Regions from separate parts of the Cricetulus griseus genome. Here region 2 is linked to region 1. A link is a contact called in public Hi-C data. All regions are on one chromosome and are shown on one strand. The core of a region is the stretch at or near the end of the contact, and the rest is flanking DNA. Distances in the headings are between cores, read along the strand shown. Region 1 overlaps Znf516 (zinc finger protein 516). Region 2 holds the start of Znf516 (zinc finger protein 516).

What was found. Hi-C and Micro-C count contacts between places; a contact is called where the count stands out from the background.
Region 2: a contact with region 1 is called in a Hi-C map of fibroblasts, with 2.2 times the contacts expected there. The contact joins the promoter of Znf516 here to the enhancer-like site in region 1. A contact is called at or near these places in 2 of 8 Hi-C or Micro-C datasets (the CHO-K1 cell line and fibroblasts).

Annotation. Positions count from the first base shown.
Region 1 is chr2:232,647,827-232,651,883 of CriGri-PICRH-1.0, forward strand. The region is part of intron 2 of Znf516 (zinc finger protein 516); the gene reads right to left. Among named protein-coding and RNA genes, the nearest start is that of Znf516, 53 kb to the right of the region's middle. Within about 2 kb of position 1,700, at least 2 of the 6 cell types and tissues checked have open chromatin away from gene starts, as enhancers often do. A contact at or near this core is called in the CHO-K1 cell line and fibroblasts, where this site is marked.
Region 2 is chr2:232,700,219-232,704,460 of CriGri-PICRH-1.0, forward strand. It overlaps Znf516 (zinc finger protein 516), which reads right to left and starts at 2,285. Exons shown (of 6, transcript XM_027403708.2): 1 at 2,142-2,285.

The sequences.
Region 1 (4,057 bases), core at 450-2,949:
ACCACCACCCATAAGCAATCTGATACTGGTGGAGGCATGGGGGGTAGCCCCTGTACTCACTGCCTGAACCTGACCTGCCTCCTCCTGGGAGAACAAGCTGCCTCAGAAACCCTGCTCTTACACCCAAATACCACATGGGATATACTTATGCCTCTCGAAGTAGTTATGTTTATCTGAACTCCAAATTTAATCAAGCATGCTGCATTTTCACTGAACAAATCTGGCAACCTCAACTTCCAAAGACAAACACATTGTCCGGATAAATGATTTCAAGCAAGGCAACTGTGTGCATTCACCACACAGCGTGGAAGCACGCAGAAGCTGATATGAACACACAATGCTGTATATAAAGAAGAAACCTGTCTAGCTGGACCTCAGTGAAGAGATCTGCTGTTTGGCCTTTACAGCACAGCAATCCTAGGATGGCTGCACAAGGTCAACAGGCTCAAGGGCAGGGGTTACACCATTTCTTCCTCCTCATCTCTAGCCTGTGGGGGACTGAAGCAAGCACTGACCATGGCCATTCTTGTCATGACTAGTGTTTCCTTGAGAAAGCTTGTCTAGGTCTGTCAGCCTCAGACATGCTCGAGACTGGCCAGCGATAACCATAGGGCACCTACCAATGGGAACACAATGCAGGATGTGGCCAACAGTTTGGACAAGTGGAGAAAGACTGACAGGACTAAGAAAGGTTGGGAACACTAGATAACAATGCGGAGAATTTAGGACCCCCCTCCACTGCTGCAGCACAGACCCTCACACCCACAGAGGGAGCCTTCATCAGCGGCACATTGACTATTGCCATAGAAACCACTGGTGCCTCTGGCTTCTTTCCTCCTTAGTCCAGCCAGGACTTTCAGACTATTTTCCTTGTGCCTGAAATGTAAAATCTCCTACCCTGCTCATCCGTCAACTTTCTGGCTCTTCTCAGCAGTCTAGGCCCATGATGCTAGTATTCCACTCAGAGTCTTCTCCTGCAGCCCTACAACACTCTGGAAAAGGCAATGCCCATTGACATTCCTTAAAGTGAGAAATTCCCACCATGTTCCTACTATTTTCAAGTTCAATGCCATGATGATCTGTAAAAGCCTGTTCTCATAAACCCTATAGTTGTCCATTCTTGGAAGCTAATGGTCCCTGTACTCTCATTTTAACTCGTTCACTCAGTATGTATCCGCATGCATGCTTGTCACAGCATGTGTGTGAAAGCCAGAGGACAGCTTACAGGAATCAGTTCTCTCCTTCCACTATGTGGGTTACAGGGACCCAACTCGGGCTGCCAGGCTCGTGGCCAGGGCCTTTACTCACTAAGCCACCTCACTGGCCCTAAACCCCTTTGTAAGTCAGAGGAAATAAAGTGAGTAGAAGTCGGACTGGAATCCTGGTCATCACATCAGGATCGTATTCTCCAACTGTCCAGTTCCTTCGTGCACTGTTCTTATGGCATTCACAGCGGACTCAATCACTGGCCAGCCAGTCCCGTGCATGGAAAACTGGATTTTATTACGATGAATGTTCTTCTGGTCTCTGGTATCAGAGCCCTACCTATATGCAGTGTTCTAGAGGAGGCAAGTTCACAGACAACAGCCCGGAATTGCCATTCACACACCACATTTCAATAACCAATTAGGCTATTAAGTGAAACCACATTAGGTTTGGAATACAGCTTAGTCATAACTGCTGAAAGTAATCATTCTAGAGCTAAAGCAAGAGCGTGAGTAACACCCAGACTTGGCATGTCTTTACATGAACATATTTGGCAGCTAACAGCCAGCCCAAATGTCTTACTAATCTGTGAAAATACTTCTTTCAAATCAATGGCTTCCCTCTGTAAATAACACAGGATACAGGGCCTGCTATAGCGGCATATTAATGCATTAATCACACACACAGAATCAAATAGAAGCCAGGAAAAAAAAGTCCTACTTTCTAGTTTTGTAATTAGTCCCTTTTTCAATCTTGATATAATACAGGGCCTCACTGCATAGCTTTGGCTGGCCTGTAACTCACTTTGTAGACCAGGCTGGCCTGAGATCCATCGACATCCACCTGTTTCTGCTTCCCAAATGCTGGGACTAAAGGTATGTGCCACCACTGGCTTGCCAATCTTTTTAATATGTAAAAACATATGTAAATTGTATAAATAAAGGGTACATCCTCCAGGTGCTCATGGAAAGTCAGCCTCAGATCAGATCCACCCCAAAACTCTAAACTTACAAATAAAAAGTTAAGAACTTGGCCTGGAGATGGGCACATAACACTTACCAAGTGAGATTTAGTGTTCCAGGATTCAAAATCCAAACCTAATAAATAATTCATAATTCACACACGAACACACACCACAACCAAACTACACACCACCAGTTCCTAAAACAAGTGAGGAACAGGGCCTGAGCCACCCTCATGAGGAGTGTCACACTCCAGAGGAGGAAGGGAGAAGGCAGGCTGGGCAAAGCCTTGTCCCTGTGCCCTTAGCTCCAGTGGGCTCAGGAGGGCTTGCCCTGGGCTCTGATGGAGATGAAGGAGCTTCTCTGAATAACACATGACATCAAGGGACAAAGTGCACATGCAGGCTCTACAATGTCTCTGCAGCAGGTGGCCCCATCCAAGAGATGAATCTACCTGACAGGAACAGGCTTTAGGCTCCTCCCAAAGGTCTAAGCCAATCGCTGTGAGGGCAGGCCATCATCAGGCATTCTCCTGATGCAACCAGGAACAGCAGTTAAAGAATGGGGCTGCAGGCTGGGAAACCAATCAGTGGGTGATGCACTAGCCATGCAAGCCTGACAGCGTAAGTTCAGGGCTCCACAGGAAAGCCAGAGGCAGTGGCTTAAGCATGTATAAGCCCAGTCTGCATAAACTGGTAGGGGTGGACGGTACCCAGGGGCAGGGGAGAACACGGCTGCATTTTAGTATCAAATAAGAACTTTATAGGAGAGTTTTCAACTGTCTATTTCTAACTAACTAAACTCCACACTCAGCACATATCCAACCCTGTGACGATCCAATGACAATACAAAGACAGGTGATCCAGGCAGGTGCCATACACGGGTCCAACAGGACGAAAGTGGACAAAGACTAGGGTAGTCAAGTTAGTTCTAATGTAGTAATACGTAAACGTCAGAGCAGGATCATAACTGCTTCACAGGAAAAGCATGTTGAATACCTGTGACCACCCACACTGGTCCATGCAGGCCCAGCTCAGGGACTACAGGTCAAGAGGGCCAAACTCCAGATGCACCCAAAGAGATGGCCTTTGTAACTCTCTTGCAGTGCCAGTCACTCATCATTTAAACAGACTCTAGACAGTGTCCTTCTAACCTACTGACTTTGAGGTCTATATCCAAAGTGTTGGTTTTCTGAACTCCTGGCTGTTCTTGTGTGCATAAATGTTGGGGTTTCATATACTTAATTACATACCAGCAACTCCAGCTCAGAAGCTATCCATCACTCTTATTCTCAATGTCACACTGATACATGTGTCAGAGATGATTCCTGCCTGGCCCAGCTCATGTTCAGAATGAGCAATACAGCCCCCTACAGGCAGATCCCAAAAACAGCACCCACATAAACTCCCGGATGTCAAAACTGCTTGCTACTCAGGTAAAATCACAGCACACATGGTTATTTCACGGAATCAGCAGAGATCTGAGTGTCACCTTCAACACAGCTGTGTCATTCTCTGCATAAAAGAGTGTCATTCTCTGCATCAGTGATTTCTGAAAAGTTGCTCCAACAGTTAGTTGTACGTGGACATTCCATCCATGTCTAATGGGAACATAATAAAATACCTTATTTAAAGACTACCTTAATAGCAAGGTAGGCAAGCATGTTCCAAAGCTCTCTGCATATCTGAAGGAAAGAGAGCAAAAAGGGGCACCAGGCAGATCCCAGCACTCCAATATTTCTTATCAGAAACAGCTGATCCAAAAGCCTCAGCAGACCTTTCCAAACAGGGTGAGAGTAATCACATGATATGGCCAAGTGACAGGCCTGTCTCCTTCAGGAACAGCCAAGACCCCATCGCTCAGTGCTAATGTTACACACTGGATGCTAC
Region 2 (4,242 bases), core at 1,035-3,534, 53 kb after region 1:
TGGAGAGAGGGAGAGAGAGAGAGAGAGAGAGAGAGAGAGATCAATAAGTCCCTCACCCCCCACTCCACTATACCCCAGCAAGGCAAAGCGCAATTCCAAGGAGTCCCCACAGCACAGATCTCCTTCCCACCCCACTCAGAGTCACTTCCAGAACCTCGCCCCCGCCCCCACCCCTACGCGAACTTCGCTTCCTAGAGATTCCACTTCTTTAGTGTTAGGGTCACTTAAATCTCCCCGCTGACCCGCAGAAGCCCGGGGAGGGAGCAGTGAGAACAACACACACACACACACACACACACACACACACACACACACACACACACACACACCGAACACAAATTCGCAAACAAGTCCCCTAGGCAGCGGCGCTCTGTGCCCACAGGCATCGATCCCCTCCGCCAAACCCTTAATAATTGAAGCAGCTCCTCCGGCCCCGCCGCCCATCACCCACCTTCATTAGCCAGAGCGTTTTACTTTAAAGTAAGGCAATTTGCTCTTTGTCTCCTAATGGATGAGAGCGCATCCGAGCTCCCCTCCTCCCGCGTCGCCTTTGACGAAGTGTACAAAGCCAGAGCCTCTTCCGCGCTCCCACCCCGGCCCCCACCCCGCCCCTCCACTGCGGTAAAAGCCACCTCCCGGGCGCTCGCCCCGCCACCCGAAGTTGCATCTTCTCCTCTCCTGGAATTGCAGAGCAGAATAACTACCAACACAGAAAGCCAAGTCGCCCTCCTGGCGCCAGAGACCTTCTACAGGGCGCGCCCCCTGCCCAGCACGCCCCCACCTCACCCGGCACAGCAGGGTCTTGGGCACGTTGTGGGTCCCGACCCTCAGGGCCCTGCCTGTGGATCCGCCCTCCCACAGGCCAGGAAGCGCCCCCGCCCCACGGCCCCTACCTTGGAAGGAAGGCGGCGGGCTCCGGGAGGAGGACGCGCACGCCCCGCGCATCTGAAGGTGAAGCAGAGCGCCCGCGGCGCCGAGCCGAGCGCTGCTCTAGACCGACCGCGCCAGCTGCGCCCGGGCGCGGGGGACGCGCGAGAGCGCGCGGGACCCGCCACGCGCCCGGCCCCCCTCCGCGCGCCGCGCGCGCGCCCGGGATGCACCCGCCCCGCGGGGGCCCAGGCGCCGGCAGGGCTCCGAGGGACTGCACGGAGCAAAGACGGGGACCCGGCGTCCACGGTCGGAGCAGGCCCGAGGCTTCCCCCAGCTCGGAAATGGTCTGCCCTGAAGGAAACGCACACGCTCCACTATTGTCTCATCAGCACAAAGTTCTGCCACACTGCGGAGAAAGTCTGGAGGCTCACGATGACTCAGACCCAGATAATTCCTCCCCTAATAGCACTGAATCACGACGTCCGCGACTAGTGGTCGCCCCTCAGCTTCAGGTCTCAGGTTGCTGCAGCCCCAGTTCCTAGAGGCTGTTTACGCGCGCGCATACCACACACAACACACACACACACCACACACACACACACACACACACACACACACACACACACACACACACACGCATCCATACGTGCAGACGTCCCTGGGATGCATGTCTAACCTTCTGAAGCACCTGGACGCTGAGCCTCGACTCCAGACTAAACGGTGTCCACCCTGCCCGCGTGTCCCCTGAACTTCCCGGGAGCGAGTCTAGGAGTCCGCATGCCGCGGGAAGAACAGGACAGCTCTGGGGCTGAGTGGAGCTCCCACTCGTTTGTCACCGTGGCTGTTTACTGGTGTCTTCAAAGTTCAAGTCATTTTGCTTTGGTTCCGAAAACTTCATTTGTGCCTCCCCCCTCCCTTTACTACTCTCCGTGGGTCGTAGTCACTGACAATATATTGAGTCTGTGAATCAAAACCTCGATTTGACGCCCCAAAGCTTTCTTGGTACTTAGCAGGGAGGGGCTGCGGGAGGGGGGAGGGGAGCGGGAGCAGAAGGAGGAGAGAGGAGGAGGGGCCGGGGAGCGCGCCCCGCGATCCGCGGTGACGTAGGCCAGGGGAGCCGTGGCCCGCGGAGGGGCACTATCTTCTCCCACCAGGCTCTTGGCCATATTGTTCGGCTGCTGCGCGTGATAACTCCGCAGTGGAGAAGCACTGGGGCCAAGACGCCGGAGTTGGCTCTGCCTAACAATCGGAGCCAAGATCCGGGCGGTTACCTTTCGCGGTGGCTTTCCCCGTTGCCCAGCCCTCTGCGCTGCTAGTGCAGCTCGGGGGCCCTCCCTGGCCACTGGTTTTGCAATAGAAACTCCTGTGCGGAGGAGCTGCAAAGGGCGGCGCTTGTACCCTGGCAGAGCTGGCAATCGGGCTGGGGCCTGGCTGAGAGTGAGATGTTTCCGTGTGTATGCGTGTGTTTCCGCCGAGGAGGGGGGAGCAGAGGGAGGAGGCCCGCGAGGAACGGCCGGCGAATCATAAAATGTAAGCCCCGTGTGATTAATGGTCGGCACTAATTTGGAAAGCAGGCATGTTAAAGGTCACGGCCAATTGTTGCTAGTTTCAGCCTGAATGCCTAAGTGGGATGTATTCCTGAACAATCACGTTTAAGTCTGATTCACACACACACACACACACACACACACACACACACACACACACACACACTCTATTGAAGTGCCCACAATTCATACCCGGTGAAAATTCACATGAAAGGCTACACTCAACTCAGCTAATGACATGAGTATAAATAGCATGTGTAGATGTTATGTGTGTATACACAATCTCCAACATAGATTCAAATATGCATAGCACAAATTTTAATTCAGGGTTTTTTGTGGGGTGGGATTAGTACTTTTAAATCGATACTGGTTCAAGTCAGTCCACGACATGTAAGAGACATCTCTCTGCCTTTTTTGCTCTAGTTTCCGACTACACGTTTCATTAATAATTTCCATGTGTTGAAAAATTGACAAGTTAGAGTAGCAAACAAAATCCTAAGTAAGAAAAAAAATCCTACATAAAATTCTATCGTTTAGATGAAGTGCCTCCTTTCTTCAGCCACTCCCATGTGATTTCACTCGGTGCTTCTGTCTGCAATAATATTGTGCTTTCAAATGGTTTTTTTTTTTTTTTTTGCACACTTCTGGGCAATACGTTTGAAATCTGAGAGTGAAATTTGATAGATGGGCAAGAGTCAGATTCTTGTGCCCATGTGACAAACCTAGAAAAAGCAGTCTGAAGGCCAGCCAGTTTGTTACTAAGTTGAAATGCGTTTTTCAGTTGTTTCTTCAAAGCCACTGTCGTTGTTTATTGTCAACATACCAGTACTAGATTGCTCTACACAAAGAACAATGGTATAAAAATGAATTCGAGAGGGTTCTCATGCTATTGGTACATCCATACTATAGCTGTTTTATATCTTCAAATATCTTTGGGGGAGAGAGAGAGAGAGAGAGAGAGAGAGAGAGAGAGAGAGAGAGAGAGATTCAAGACACCTTCTATACAAAGTACAAACCCCTGGGACTCTTTGGAGGTGCAGGGTTCCTCCTGTTCTGAAAGGTTTAAGTGAATTAGAATATTGGAGCTGAGCAAAGCGGCAGTGTTAATGGTTAACATTTGGATATTTATAATGTTAAACCGGCTGATCCTTCTGGCTGATGAAACAGGAGAGGAAGAAAGCACTAACTCCCCTCTCCTGCTGCCGAATGTGTGATTGGTTCAGTATTTGAAACTCTGTTCCTTCCAGGGATTTGATGGGGAAGGCTTGCTCCGTGATTGGGGATGTTTAGATAAGAAACATTCTTAAGGGGTTCCAGTAAAGAAGAGCTAAGAGTAAAAAGCAAACAAAAAGCACCACTCCCCTCCCCCAGAAAAGGCCTTGCCTGTCTGAGAGCCTGAAGTGAAACTCGCTGCAACAGAGCATGAAATCCGAGGCAAACTACCAGGATGTACTAGATAGGCAGACTCTAAGTATAAGGGCTGGGGGGGGGGGGACATCCACGGGACACAAACCCAAATATTAATCCTATCTCTTAGAGTTTATTAAGACTGTGTGAATTATAGTTCAGAAAGGAGGGTGGCATTATTTACCCAAGCCGAGGGCAATCTTTTGCTCTGTAAACTAAAGTGTAGAGAGGGAATGTCTAAAGACAGGAATTCAGGGGAAATGCAGTCTAAATTTGATTTACATCACTGTGGGTATTCCTAACTGTTCCATGTGAGGGATGGGGTTAAATTGTTGGGAATGAGAAACACTTCACATAGAAATGGAAATTGGACATTTGCTGCTATTTCAAAAATAGTGCCCCAATCATAACTTGGTGA